2 separate regions of the Mus musculus genome follow, and region 2 is linked to region 1. A link is a contact called in public HiChIP or PLAC-seq data. All regions are on one chromosome and are shown on one strand. The core of a region is the stretch at or near the end of the contact, and the rest is flanking DNA. Distances in the headings are between cores, read along the strand shown. Region 1 overlaps Ghrh (growth hormone releasing hormone). Region 2 overlaps Src (Rous sarcoma oncogene).

The links. HiChIP or PLAC-seq counts read pairs in DNA pulled down with a chosen protein or histone mark.
Region 2: an H3K4me3 HiChIP or PLAC-seq map of embryonic stem cells shows a contact between it and region 1, with 75 read pairs. The contact joins two enhancer-like sites. A contact is called at or near these places in 1 of 39 promoter capture datasets (embryonic stem cells), 2 of 15 datasets of contacts at CTCF or cohesin (embryonic stem cells and large pre-B cells), 50 of 484 Hi-C or Micro-C datasets (3T3-L1-derived adipocytes, 8-cell embryo, the AML12 cell line and 37 more), 27 of 115 datasets of contacts at active chromatin or transcription factors (the 230-238 cell line, Th17 cells, bone marrow-derived macrophages and 18 more) and 4 of 9 other capture datasets (adipose tissue, liver, macrophages and 1 more).

What each region holds. Positions count from the first base shown.
Region 1 is chr2:157,325,970-157,332,693 of GRCm38.p6, forward strand. It overlaps Ghrh (growth hormone releasing hormone), which reads right to left. Exons shown (of 5, transcript NM_010285.3): 4 at 5,810-5,900; 5 at 3,527-3,666. The coding sequence ends at 3,628. Rpn2 (ribophorin II) reads left to right here. Exons shown (of 17, transcript NM_019642.4): 17 at 1-349. Among named protein-coding and RNA genes, the nearest start is that of Ghrh, 17 kb to the right of the region's middle. Within about 2 kb of position 2,437, at least 44 of the 459 cell types and tissues checked have an H3K27ac peak or open chromatin away from gene starts, as enhancers often do. A contact at or near this core is called in embryonic forebrain, embryonic stem cells, epiblasts and 6 more, where this site is marked.
Region 2 is chr2:157,454,405-157,461,128 of GRCm38.p6, forward strand. It overlaps Src (Rous sarcoma oncogene), which reads left to right. Exons shown (of 15, transcript NM_009271.3): 3 at 1,187-1,363; 4 at 2,673-2,927; 5 at 4,130-4,229; 6 at 4,439-4,456. The coding sequence starts at 2,681. Among named protein-coding and RNA genes, the nearest start is that of Src, 33 kb to the left of the region's middle. Within about 2 kb of position 4,302, at least 169 of the 459 cell types and tissues checked have an H3K27ac peak or open chromatin away from gene starts, as enhancers often do. A contact at or near this core is called in embryonic forebrain, embryonic stem cells, epiblasts and 6 more, where this site is marked.

The DNA.
Region 1 (6,724 bases), core at 1,187-3,686:
TATCCCAGGCTACCCAGATGTTGTATTTGAAAAGTTGAAATCTGTAATTCATCATCAGCTTTGGAATAAAGAGAATGGTGGACTCCCAGTGTTGATGGAGCCTTGCATGTGTGATATGAAGACTCAGCAGTCTTCAGTTGGGCCATCTCACCCCTTTCTTAAAAGTACTAAAAGTGGCTAGAAAAAGCCTGTGTCCTTTCGGCTCCAGTAGCAAACACTTTGTAGGAGCCCTGCTTGTCTTTGAAGATTCTTCTCTTCAAAAGACCTGCTCTAGGCTTTTGCCTTGAACATTTGGGCTTGGTGTGTAGAGAAGGGTTAAAATTTTGTCAATAAAAAGCTGACTGCCTCGGTCCATTTCTTCTGTGATAAAATGCACCAAAGCAGCAGGTGACTTAGAGACAGTAAAATAGAGCACTTACAGGCAGTAAGATGATTTATAAGCAATAAAATAGATGGATGGATGGATAATTTATAAATAAAAAGGTAGATTGGTGTGTGGATATTGATAGAAAGGTAGATAGATAGATAGACAGACAGACAGACAGACAGACAGACAGACAGATAGGCAACCCAATAGTCCTAAGAACTAGAAGGCGCTGGCAGAGCTGGTAAGTAGTAAGAGAGACTGCTACTTCCAGATGATGTTGATGTCAATGCCGTATCAGTGTTCCCAGTGACAGAATAACAAAAAAGCAGCTAGCCTAGCTAATTCCCCTGGCCCTTGAATAGAGGTAATAATCTATACACTAGTGTGAGCCACCCACCTCTTAGTACAATGCATTGGGGATCTTTCAGCATGGTTTTGGAAGGACTCTAATTCAGACCGTAGCACTGACTGACCACCTTTGTTATCCCAACACTCCTACTGCAAGGTGGGAGTCCCCCTGTCCTGGAGTACACAGAGAGGCCCTGCCTTAGCAAGACATGCGCACATGGGCAGGCAAACCCACACACAAATGTGTTTGACTAGTTTGCCCCGTTGTCTTTAGTGCTTTTGAAACGTGATACATTTTGTGGTGACATTCATTTGTAATCCACACAGGAGGCTGAACCAGGAGGAACATGGGATCCAGACGAGGCAGAGCTATCCGTCTTAGCGGCTTTGTTAAACTTGGCGTCTACAGGTTGCTTTCCAGCCTAACTAGGTTTTGCCGTGGTGAGGAAATGAGGGTTTTAGATGGGGAAGGGAAAGAGATTCTCGAACTCTAGGAATAGTTCTATCTGGAATTCTGCAGTTGTAGACCTCACCTCTCCCAAGGGTTGCAGACCTGTGCAGTGGTCTGTAAGCATCTTGTTTTGTCCATGGTGGTTAACATTTCAACTAGATTTCAACATTGAGACGATTGGACTAGAAAGGTGAGCCCTGTACCTATAGTTAAACACTGAGTATGCTTGCAATCTCAACACTGGAAGACAGACAGGCAAGATCCTAGAGCTCGTGCCTGTCAGTCAGATGGTGCCTGAAGTTAACCCTGGCCTCCGTGAGCGCGCGCGCACACACACACACACACACACACACACACATGTTCTTTTCTGGGAGAATTTCTATTTTAAAAGCCTGGATTTTGAGGGGCTGAAGTGGTTAAGAGCAGATACTGCTCCCACAGAGGACTCCCACATTCAGCTTCCAGCACCCACATGGGGCAGCTCTCCACCACCTTAACTCCAAGCTGGCCAAGTGGGCTAGGCTGGCTGGCCATCGAGACCCCAGGTCTGCCCATCTCCTCCTCCCTCCTTTTGGGAGTGTAAAAGCCGCACAGTGCCTGGCGACTTTTATGGGCCCTGGGGTTCTCATGCCTTCACGCCCCAATGAGTCCTTCCCCCCCCCCCCCCCCCCGCTCCTAAGGATTATTAAGTATTTGGTAAGGCAAGATCCCACTGGGTAGCACAAGCTGGCCTGGAACCCATGACCCTCTGCCTCAGTCTCCCCAGTGTTGGGATTATAAACACGAACCACCAGGCACAACCCTTTGACTCTCTGGTTGGTTTGACTTGATGATGGTTTCACAGGTAGCAATCAGGTGTGGCCCATCATAAATCATGAGCACCTCCATTGTGACCAGAAGCCCCATATGCGGTTTGTTCCAGGTTGACCTGTGCCCTCACTTCATGTCCCAGTTCATAGTACTGAGGGGCCTGAAACCTTACAGCAATACAAGAGCGATCACCACCCCATACTACACACACACACACACACACACACACACAGCCCTGGGCTTGCTCCCTCTTGGATGTGTGACCTGGTACCAGTCACCTGACAGTTGGTGGAACTGTAAGTGGCCTCTGGCCCCTCCAACGGTCAGTTGTAGGGAGCAGTGGGGGGAGTCTCCCTGTGAATGCCAACTTAATGAAAGGGACAAGTCCTCCATTGATTAGAAAACATCTTTAGTGCAATGAAAGTAGCCCTTAGTCTTAAGTAGGGCCCCTCAGGAGCGAGCTTCTCTAGGGGGAGGAGTTAAGTCTTTTAAGCGGCCACTAGCGTCCCAGTTAATGGAGATAAAGCCCAGGGTGGCTGCAATGGATTTGCCCTCCTGTAATTGTATTCACCTCAAAACCCACAAGTAGCCTTGGTTCTCAGCGGCCATTATTTCATCTGAAAAACTAATTGAAAGTGGAGAGCGCCCCGAGCTTTCGCCTTTGTTGGGACAGGGCAGGGAAAGAGATGAGCAGGTGGGGCCGGGAAGGGAGGTGGGGAGAGTCTCCCTTTCAGCTCAGCTCCCTCTTTGTCCCAGACCTTGGCAGGTTCCCCGCCTCCTGCCTCTGCCTGCCCTCCTGGGCTAGCCTTCTCCTCCAGAGGAGCTTTTGTTCCCGTTGTTCTCATTGTCTCCACCGGCCACCGAAAGGCCTCCTGCAGAGCACTTCCCACGCTTTCCATTGCTTGCCCAGGCTCTGGGGGAGCAGGTGGGAGATAGGAGACCTGGCTGCAGCGCCACGTGCTTCCCTTTCCTGCTGGCAATGAACTAGGCTGGCTGGGAAAACCAAGAGCTAGGAGTCCCATTCGATTTTAAATGCTGGGGTTATTTTTACACTTTTAATCAGTCATTCCAGACATCCCGTCATCCAGGTTTCACAGTTGTCAATTTTTTTAAGGCTTAATTTACTCGGGTTTGTTTGTTTGTTTGTTTGTTTGTTTGTTTGTTTTGAGAGTGTCCAATGTAGCCCAGACTGTCTTGGAATTTACTATGTAGCCAAGGACAGTCACCTTTTTTTCTGAGACCTCTCACCGGTACTCTCAGACTAGATTAAACTAATTAGCCAGTGAGCCTCAGGGACCCGTCTTACTTGGTCTCCACATCTCTGCCACCACGGGCACGCACTCCCATGCCTGGCTTTTCTGTGGGTGCTGGGATCTGAGCTCTTCATCTTCATGCTTACTTGCACAGCAGGAACCTTACCAGCTGAGCTGCCTCTCCAGCTCCAGCTGTTTTGCACCATTATATTTCATCATGCTACTTGGGAGAAATAACCATATAAGCCATGTTTTTAAAAAAAAAAAAAATCAGATTGACAATAAAGGAAGCTGAAGTGCAGATGAGAATGGGGGTTTTATTGTATTTACAGAGGACGGAAAAGGTCAGAGCTGAAGCAGAAGTAACAGGGTACAGTTGTGTTTGGGGCTCGGGGGGCTCAAGCGTCCGCTGAAGGCTTCATCCTTGGGAATCCCTGCTGCAGAAAGAAAGAGACACTCAATCCAGATGCCAGGGCTCCTGAGCCACCAAGATGACTGGGGTTCCAGGCAGGGGCAGGACTTCCAGGTTCCCAGAGACAGGAAGCATGGGCTGGAAAGATGCTAATGGCTGCACCATGTAGAGGCCTGCTTACTCCCTGCCCCACTAACTGGCTGCCACTGAGACCCTGGGCTGGTCACTTCCCTTCTGACCCTTAGACAGGACCGGCTTCTTCCCATACATCCATGTGCCATACCCTACAAACCATTCTGTTGGTCACAAGTTGAGTGGCCAACCTCACAAGAACAAGTGGGACTCTTTCCCTGCCTCTGTGAGGCAGACTCCAATGAGCGCAGAAGCGACCGGGTGATCTGAATACAGCTGATGCCTGGCCTGGGCCTTCACACTCAGAGTCCATGGGATGGATGTCTCCAGGGTAAGAGAATGGCTAAACCAGAAGGTCAGCTTCCTCCCAGGAGGGTTAGCAGAGGGAATGGGCACAATTTGTTCTCTTCTACTCCATGTATATTTTATTTTGAGGCAGGGTCTCCTACTATAGCTCAAGCTGGCCAGGGAACTTTTTATTTTTAAGATTTATTCGTGCCTGTATTTTATGTATATGGGTGATTTATCTGCATGCGTGTGTGCAAACCAGAAGAGAGCATTCAACCCCATGGGACTACTTACAGATGGTCGTGAGCCACCATGTGGGTGCTGGGAATTGGATGCAGGACCAGAGCAGCAACTACTCCTAACTGTTGAGTCCTTTCTCCAGTCCTGGCCTCGAACTATCAATTTCCTGTCTTAACCTCCCAAATATGGGGTAACAGGGCGCAAGCCAGCAAGTTCTACCTCTCTCAGGTCCCTTGTAATATGTGGAGGGGACAAGGATCTGTAGCCATCTCTCTTTGGGCTCCAGAGGGAGATTACCCCCTCTCCTGGTGAGAGCCACTGGGTGGAATTCTTAGAGGCAACATTCCTGTGGTTCTAGCCTTTGAGTTCTTACAAGGGAACACAGTTCACCTGTTCCTTTTGTAGAAGAGAAAATTGTGGGCAGAGAGATCCAAAGCCAGCCCTGGGGCTAGTCTCCATCCTGCCTTCAGTAAGGTTCAGTACACCCCCTACGCCCGGGCTGAAGCTGGTGAGCGCTCCAGCTCTGGGTGTCTGATTAGGTTGGGAGGAAGGTGAGGGCAGCTCTGCTGGAACTGGGTTTGCTTCCTAGGCTGCTGGGGGAGCAGGGTCCCAGCTCAAAGTATATGTGCTCAGTTTACAGTCAGTCTTTAGAACTAGGTCGCATGGGAAGACATCCCAGGGTAGACAAAGACAGCCTGGACTTGCCCCTCTCTCCGACCCTCCCTCTTCTTAGCTTCGTTTTTCCTCTTCTGTAAAAAGGAGAAACATCCTTCATCTTCCCTGATTCCTGGTGAGGATGTGAGGACCGGGGAGATGGGGAGGGGCCGTTGTGATCAGCTCAGCCTCTGATGACGGTGTGTGTGTGTGTCTTGTCAGCGCCGGGCAGGCTAGGGAAAGCCGGCCTGTCTTGGGCATTGTAGGCGCATGGGTCTTTACAGGGGGTCTGAGGTACCTGTTGTATATCACCCACAACAATCCCTTGGGAGAACCTACTAAGGGTCTGAGATCCATGTCAAAAGCACTGATAATATTTCAGACACACTGAGCCTGGCCTCTTACTCTGTACTGCAATGGCCAGTATGCAGTCCCCTCACACATAGCCTTCCCTATCCCTGAGGCTTAGGGTGCAGAGGGCCTTGTCCCTTTGCTTGGAAGACTAGGCCCCACACCTGTGAGAAAAAATGAGATTCTTTGATTTTCTTGGGATCCCCGAGGGAAGGAAGTCTCTAAAATCCCCAGAAAAAAATCTCTCTCAGGTGGATGCTGGTGGCCCTGCCTTTAATCCTAGCACTTGGGAGAGAGGCAGGCAGACAGATCTTTAAGTTCAAGGCCGGCCTGATCTACAAAGTGAGTTCCAGGATAGCCAAGGCTACCCAGAGAAATCCTGTCTTAACCAAACCAAACCAAAAAAAATCTCTCTCTGCCCCTCCAACCTGTGCCGTCCCTTCCCGCCCTCCCCCCACCTGTGCCCTCCCCACTCCTTGTCTGTGTTTCTGCGGCATGGTTACCAAGATGCTCTCCAGGGTCATCTGCTTGTCCTCTGTCCACATGCTGTCTTCCTGGCGGCTGAGCCTGGCCCTTTGTTCCTGGATCCTCTCCCTATGGGTTTGAAAAGGAGAAACAGTGAGGGCCACCACTGGGTAGGATGTCCAGTGTGAGGAGATGCTTAGGCGACTCTCTTACATTCAGCAGTATCTGGGGAACAGTGGGCATGGCACCACTGCCAAACCCTCCCCACGGAGTATTAATCTTGTAGATGGCACATTGAAACAATTTATTATCCACCAGTAACCGGATAAATTTGTGTGGTGGCTTCTGACACCCCCACAGAGAAGGCCACAGCAAGTACTAATTGTGAGCTTACTTAATCAGTTTCTGGGCATCTGATGTCCTCTGTTGACTTTGGAGGGCACCTGGCGTGCATGTGGTATGCAGACATGTATGTGAGCATAACAGTCATGCGCATAAAATCAGTCTAACAATGGAAAGCAGATGCTATGAGGCCTGGAGTCTGTGAGCCTACACTGGGTCCTAGGGAATCTGTTGGGACAGCTGTGAGATTTAAATATGCGTTGTGAGTGACAGTGTCACCATGCACAGAAGAGGGTGGTGATAGATGTTACATCGGAGCTGCTGGGTAAAAGGTCATGATAGCTGTAATGCACAGGCTGGAAATCCCAGCATTCAGGAGGTGGAAGCAGGAGGCTCAGAAGAGACATCCTCAGATATGTATCAAGGTCAAGGCTAGCCTGAGCTAGACAAGACCCTACCTCAGAGGAAATGAGAAATTTAAAAGTGGCTCGGTAACAATGAGACCATCATCACGACCACTGCACACGTGTCTGGGTGTGCCCGTGTGTGCTGCTGACCTACGGGGAAATGACACAGTGGCAGGAGCTGCTCACTCTGAAAGTACTGCTGCA
Region 2 (6,724 bases), core at 3,052-5,551, 130 kb after region 1:
TTGGGGAGGTACCTGCTTCCCTTGGTTGGTGTAAGGTCTCAAGCCCAGGGACTGTATCCTCAAAAGATGTGCACATATCTTCAGGTCTGGCTCTCCCTCTTCAGGCAGGGAGCCCATTCTTGATTCCCTCCAGCGACAGGGGACACACCATGTACAGTTTTGTTCTTGTTCATTCTAGAGAAAGCTCTTGCAAAGTAATTCTTTGTATCTTGTAAATAGGTTTCACTTTAAAATCTGTTTTCATATTTTTTATGGTTTCTCAGTGTCCTTCTGAAGTCAAGGACCCGATGTTCAGGAATTATACAGCCTCAAGGAGGTGGGGTGGATGGACTGGACTGCGGGGAAACCCATCTGTCAGCAGAGGTCTCAGGACAGTGCTGATGGGCACTGTGACCTGAGGGATGGGTTACCATGGAAACAGGACTTCCCTGAATGCCCACTGCTGGACAGACCCTCAGGAATATCTAGTGACCCCTGGAGCCATTGGGCAGGTCTCCCCAGCCCACATTCTCTGAGGCTGGGCTTCATCCTAAGCCACACCCCAGTCTGCAGCTCTGAGGGTATAGGACTGACTGCTACACCAGGGTCCCCATGGGTAGGAGCCACAGAGCTTGCTACCGAGTACAACTGAAGAGTCTTGTTCCTCTCAGGGTTCTTTTTTTTTTTTTTTAAGATTTATTTATTTTATTTTATGTAAAGAGGGCATCAGATATCATTACAGATGGTTGTGAGCCACAATGTGGTTGCTGGGAATTGAACGCAGGACCTCTGGAAGAGCAGTCTGTGCTCTTAACCACTGAGCCATCTCTCCAGCCCCCTGTCAGGGTTCTTTCTTTGAGAGATCTGGTGCCAAGGCCTCCTGCAGCCCAGAAGAGTGGTTGGTTCCTCCACAACCCCTGGTGGCACATCCAGAACACATTCCAGTGACTGCTAGTGTGCAGGACTTTGGCCCCATTTGGTCTTGTCATGGCTCTGTCACATAAGGGAAAGACATGGTACAGGGGACGATAGCCACACCAGTGTACAACTTGGGAATTGGGCTCCAGAGCCTTCCAAACTGCCGTCCATCTGACTTCCTCTCACTCACAGGATCTTTGGGAAGGTCAAAGGGCATTTTGGCGGGATCCTGATCCTCTGTGTGAGAGTGTGTGAGAGCTCTAATGGTTTTCATGTCCACACCCCACAGCATCTCTGCAGGTGCGGATGTTGCGACCCAGGGAGAGGGAGCAGCTTGCCTAGGGACACGGAGCAGGAGAGGTGCAACAGGGTCTTTAGGCCAAGACCCCGGATACTACAGCTGGTGTCTGCACCAAGGCCCCAGTCTGCTCCCCAGATCCACTGGGGTAGCTCTGCTACCTATCAGGTGAGCAGAGATGGGAGAGGGGAGCCCCAGCCCAGCTTCCTGGGTTGGGCACGGATGTGGAAGGTAGCAGGCATCGGGTGGCATGGGGCCTTTCACTTGGTCCCTCTGTGTATCCAGGTCCCTGGACCTCTCAGACTTGCTCCCCCTGCTCATCATTTGGTTGTTTGTTAAGCACCTGCTGTATACCTCACTCCGTGCATACCAGGAGCAATTCATGAATTAAAAGAAGAGGGGGCTACATATAACCAAGGGGGTACAGTAGTTTGGGGGCTCATGAAAGAATTTGAGGACCCCTTCCTAAAGGATGTGACTTGAAGTTTCTCTTCCTTCCTTCCTTCCTTCCTTCCTTCCTTCCTTCCTTCCTTCCTTCCTTCCTTTCTTTCTTTTTCTTTCTTTCTTTCTTTCTTTCTTTCTTTCTTTCTTTCTTCCTTCCTTCCTTCCTCTCTTCCTCTCTTCCTCCCTTCCTCCCTTCCTCCCTTCCTCCCTTCCTCCCTTCCTCCCTCCCTCCCTCCCTCTTTCTTTCTTTCTTTCTTTCTTTCTTTCTTTCTTTCTTTCTTTCTTTCTTTCTTGATTTATATGTAAGTAAGTACACTGTAGCTGTCCTCAGACATCAGGAAAAGGAATCAGGTCTCGTTACAGATGGTTGTGAGCCACCATGTGATTGCTGGAATTTGAACTCAGGACCTCTGGAAAGGCAGTCAGTGCTCTTAACTGCTGAGCCACCTCTCCAGCCCCAGTCCACCTCTTTTCACCATGTGGGTCCTGGGGATTGAACTGAGGTCAGCAGTGTCTGTGACAGGTGCCTTTACCTGTGTAGCCATCTGCCTGACCCAGGAAGTAACTTTGAGCTGACAGCTGAAGGAAACTGAGTTGGGAGGTGAAGCTGTCAGGGAATAGTGTTTGCAAAGGTCCTGTGACCAGGAGGCCTGGCCATCCCTTCTTCAAGCCACCGTACTGTACTGCACCTTCCCCCAGTGTTAGACGACTTGTCAGGCATGGATTCATTCAGCAATCCTTAAATGAGCCCCTCCTATGTGCTGGGGACATAGATATGACTCAAGTGTCCCTGCCTAAGAAAGACTGAAACTGACTTTGGGTCCAGCAGTCAGGACTTTGGACTGGTATGTCTTCTCTCCATAGCTGTGTCCTAAGGTGCCAGCAATTCATTTGACAGGTGTAATGAGACGAGTCCTCCCAGGGTGGCTAGTCCCCTTCTTAGGACCTCAGTTTCCCTATCCGATAAGTGGGTGGGGTGGCTTGTCTCCTCCCAGAGGCTCTCCTCTACCTCGGGGATTTCTGTCGCCCCTAGCCAGGACCATGGGCAGCAACAAGAGCAAGCCCAAGGACGCCAGCCAGCGGCGCCGCAGCCTGGAGCCCTCGGAAAACGTGCACGGGGCAGGGGGCGCCTTCCCGGCCTCACAGACACCGAGCAAGCCCGCCTCCGCCGACGGCCACCGCGGGCCCAGCGCCGCCTTCGTGCCGCCCGCGGCCGAGCCCAAGCTCTTCGGAGGCTTCAACTCCTCGGACACCGTCACCTCCCCGCAGAGGGCGGGGCCTCTGGCAGGTCAGCCCTCCCCCTTGCTGTGTGTCCCTGAGCTGTGGTGCACCCTCTCTGGGTTCTGGGGACTCGGTTTTCCCGAGGCTGCGAATGGGGAAGGATTCGTAAACTGGAAAGCGGGGCTCCTGGCGCTTTCGGGCTCCCAGGTTCAGAGTATATAACGGGTTCTGAAGGAGAGGGTTGTAGGGGAGGGGACCCTGAGGCCCTCAGGGGATGGACCGCCACGGACTAGCTGCCGCCTCCGCCCAGCCTTTGTTCCTGGCTCTGCTGTGCGATGGCCCGAGTGCGCCCCTGCGCCCTCTGCTGGCGCTGTGTGGTGCGGCAGCCCTGCCGCCCAGGAGCTGAGCGGGGTGACTCACGCTCCTGCATGCATGGCTACACACCCACACGTGCAAATCCCACACTCTGACGGAGCCATACTCACGGCTGCACGCCCATGCGTGCAAATCCCACGCTCAGACAGAGCCACACGCATGGCTGCACACCTACACGTACAAATCCCACCCAGACTCAACCATGTTATATGCCCACATTGGGCATGAACCCACACTGAGTGGAGACACCAACAATTCCTAGAGACACCTGGGCCAGAGCACACACAGATACAGGTGTGCATACAACCTCGCCCCCTCAGATGGGCCTGTCTACCATCTTGCATGCAGAATGCAGACACGGGATGTAGGGGTTCCCAGCTCCACATCCCACCACAGGAACTTGGTTGTGGTGAGACCTTTGGACGGGCAGCCCACTTCCCGCCATGCAGCCACACACCCATTCGATCATTTGAGAAGCATTTGTGGAGCCTCGGGCAACCGAGGGTGGGATGCAGGATTCCACGGAGCAGCTGTGGGTGAGGGGAGAATCAGGGGAAGGGTCCTGAAACTTGGACCAGAAACCTCGAGCTGCCAGGCACACACACAGGCAGAGTCCCTTAAGTGTGGGGCTTGGGGCATCTTCTGTGTGCTGCCCCTGAGTGCAGAGCAAGGGAGCCTGATCTCGGGGGGGGGGGGGGACAGGGACGGGGGGGACGGGGACGGGGACGGGACTTCTGCTTGTGTCAATAGACTCATTAGATAAGGAACACCTAGTCTGCAGCCCAGCAGGAAGGCACAGCGTACTTAGCTTCCTCCCAGGGACAGGCTGGTGAGTGAGAACGGCGCCTGACCCAGCCCCTGCAGGGTTCTGACACCTCTCATCCTTCTCTGCAGGTGGGGTGACCACCTTTGTGGCCCTCTATGACTATGAGTCACGGACAGAGACTGACCTGTCCTTCAAGAAAGGGGAGCGGCTGCAGATTGTCAATAACACGTGAGTGGCCTGGCGGGGACTGCACTGGGAGCGTGGGTCTGTCTTACCGAGAGCTGCCGGCAGAGGGCGGTGCAGAGCCTACAGGGCTGCTTCTGCTCTTGGTGGGTGGCGGCCCTCCCTAGACCCCAACCAGTATCCTCCCTTGTCCTGGGCCCTGTCTTCGCACCTCAGCCTCTCCTTCTCTCTGCTTCTCTCTCGCTGGCCCTTAGGAGGAAGGTGGATGTCAGGTGTGTACCGAGGCCAGGTAGAGGGGGATGCTTCGCTGAGGCTGGGGGCTGCTCTCTGCATGTGCTTCCTCCACCGCCCCTGTGTGTTTCCAGCTCTCTCCCCGTCCCTTTAGCTTACCCTGCATCCCACCTGTATGAGCCGACCCTCCATCTTCTCCCCACACCTTCCTGTTAGCTCTCTTCCTCCCTGTTCTGATTTGTGATTCCACATTGGGTGCCAGCTACATGCAGGACCCAGTGTATTCTGTAGGCCAGGGAGGGAGGCAGTGTGGTGGGGAGTGGGTTACACCAGACCAGGTCAGGGGTGGATAGAAGCAGGCCGGGGTCCCTGCAAGATGTCCCCGGGAGAGGGGGCTGTCTCTATCAGACTGCCCATCCAAGGAAGGACAGTGAGCCACAGCAGGTAAGGGCAGCATCCCTGGGAGGGGGGCAGCTGCTGGTTGGAGGTATGTGCTGGGCTGTGGAGGCCTCTCCCTGGAGCAGGTAAGGCTTGGGGACTTTGATTTGAGCTGCTCTGGAGGGTAGAGAGGATCCATCATAAAGTGCCCCAAAGGTCTGGCTAAAGAGGTAGGCTTTCCGTCTCCCTGGGCGTGTCTCGCTGCTCATGCCTCCCGTTCCTCGTGCATGCTACTCCGTTTGCCTGAAATACTTCTCCTGTATCCATCTGGTGAACTCCTATTCAGCCCTCAAGATCCAGGGAGGGGATGCCCGTTGTGTGAGGCAAAAGTGAGCAGGTTCCACGTTCTGCACCGGTCACTGTCATTCATACCCCTCCATCTCGTTATCTCTGATCCCCGGGGGGTGGGGTGGGGACAGCAGCAATGGTGGAGGGGCTGGCTCTATTTTGTGAATGAGGAAACTGAGGCTCAAAGTCAGGAAGGCCCTTGTCCAAGGTCATGTGGCTACCGATAGCAAGCCCAGGATGGGACCTGGGCACTTTCTCTTCTTTTCCTGGACTGGCGCCCTGGGGAAGAGACCTCCCTAGTACCTCCCCACCAGTGTGGCCAGCTGCTCCTTCCCTCCTAAAGGGAAGCCCTGAGTTCCCATTGTCCCCAGCTGCTGGTGGCACTGGTGGCCAGGAGGAGGAGCAGTGTGACCCTGGCGCTGAAAGGATGGTGTCCCAGAGCCACACGGCTGATAGAGGCAGAGGTGAGAGAAGGAATGGCCACAGACCTTGGAGTGTGTGCCGCTGGTGGAGACTGCCCTGTGGGGAGTCTCTGCACAAGTGGCAGGAGGCAGGAAAGGCTTGGGGACTTGGACTCTGTGTCTTTGGGGTCACAGCAGCCTCCACGCCTTTGGGGTGCAGTTTCTTTCTCCTCTCTTGTCGCCTTTTAGGACAGTGGGGACCTGTACAGCCAGGCAGCCAGAGTCAGTCACAAGGGAGTCTCCTCCACTGGAGGTCCCCGGGTGGTGGGGTCACAGGAATGAATGGTGGGGCCAGGATCTGGCTGTTAGACCTGCTGCCGGGGCCTCTGATCAACCCCTGCTCTGCCCAGAGAAGTTCAGGTGTCTGTCTGGTGGAGAATGCCATTGTTCTCAGCTCAGCATGTTCCCCACCTCTTCCTAGCTGAGAATCTGGGGCCCCTCGCATGGGAGAGTGCCAGACTCCTGACCAAACCAGTTCCTGGCTACCGGAGGCAAGGCTGTCCTCCTAGACCCTTGGCATAGGAAGTGGGAATTGATGCCCCATTTCTAGGGTAGGTGCACTGACGCGTAGGTGCTCATTCCTGCTCTGGCCCAGTCTGAAGCTATGACAGACTCCACTTACTAAATATTGCCTCCTTTATAAATGTGAACATGAAAACCCAGAGAGGGCATGCTGTTTGTCCAAGGTCACACAGTTTTCCTCCAGGAACTACTCAGCTTAGGTTTTTGAAGTTTGGGGAGGTGGGGGGGAACCTGTCAGGCTGCTCATTCTGGCTATAGTTTGACCACCTCATTCTGTGGTTTCTGATGTCAAACTGGGGTCCCATTCTGGTACAGACTGTCTTCTGCCCCAGTCCTCCTGTCTCCTGGCTTCCAGGGATCTCAGCTCTGCGGGTTGGGAGAGCTTGCTGCTTTTGGCTGTCGATGTTAGGGACCCCCTGATTTCAGCCTCTCTCTGCCATTGATTATGCTGTGTGGCTTTGGGCAAATCATCTCCTCCTCTGTGCCTCAGTTTCCACAATCTATAAAGAAAACACTGGTCTTCTTACCAGAGTGGCTGGGTCTTCCACCTCTCTCAAATGTAGTTTCCTCAGCTGGGGTGGGGGTCTCGCCTTCTTTCTT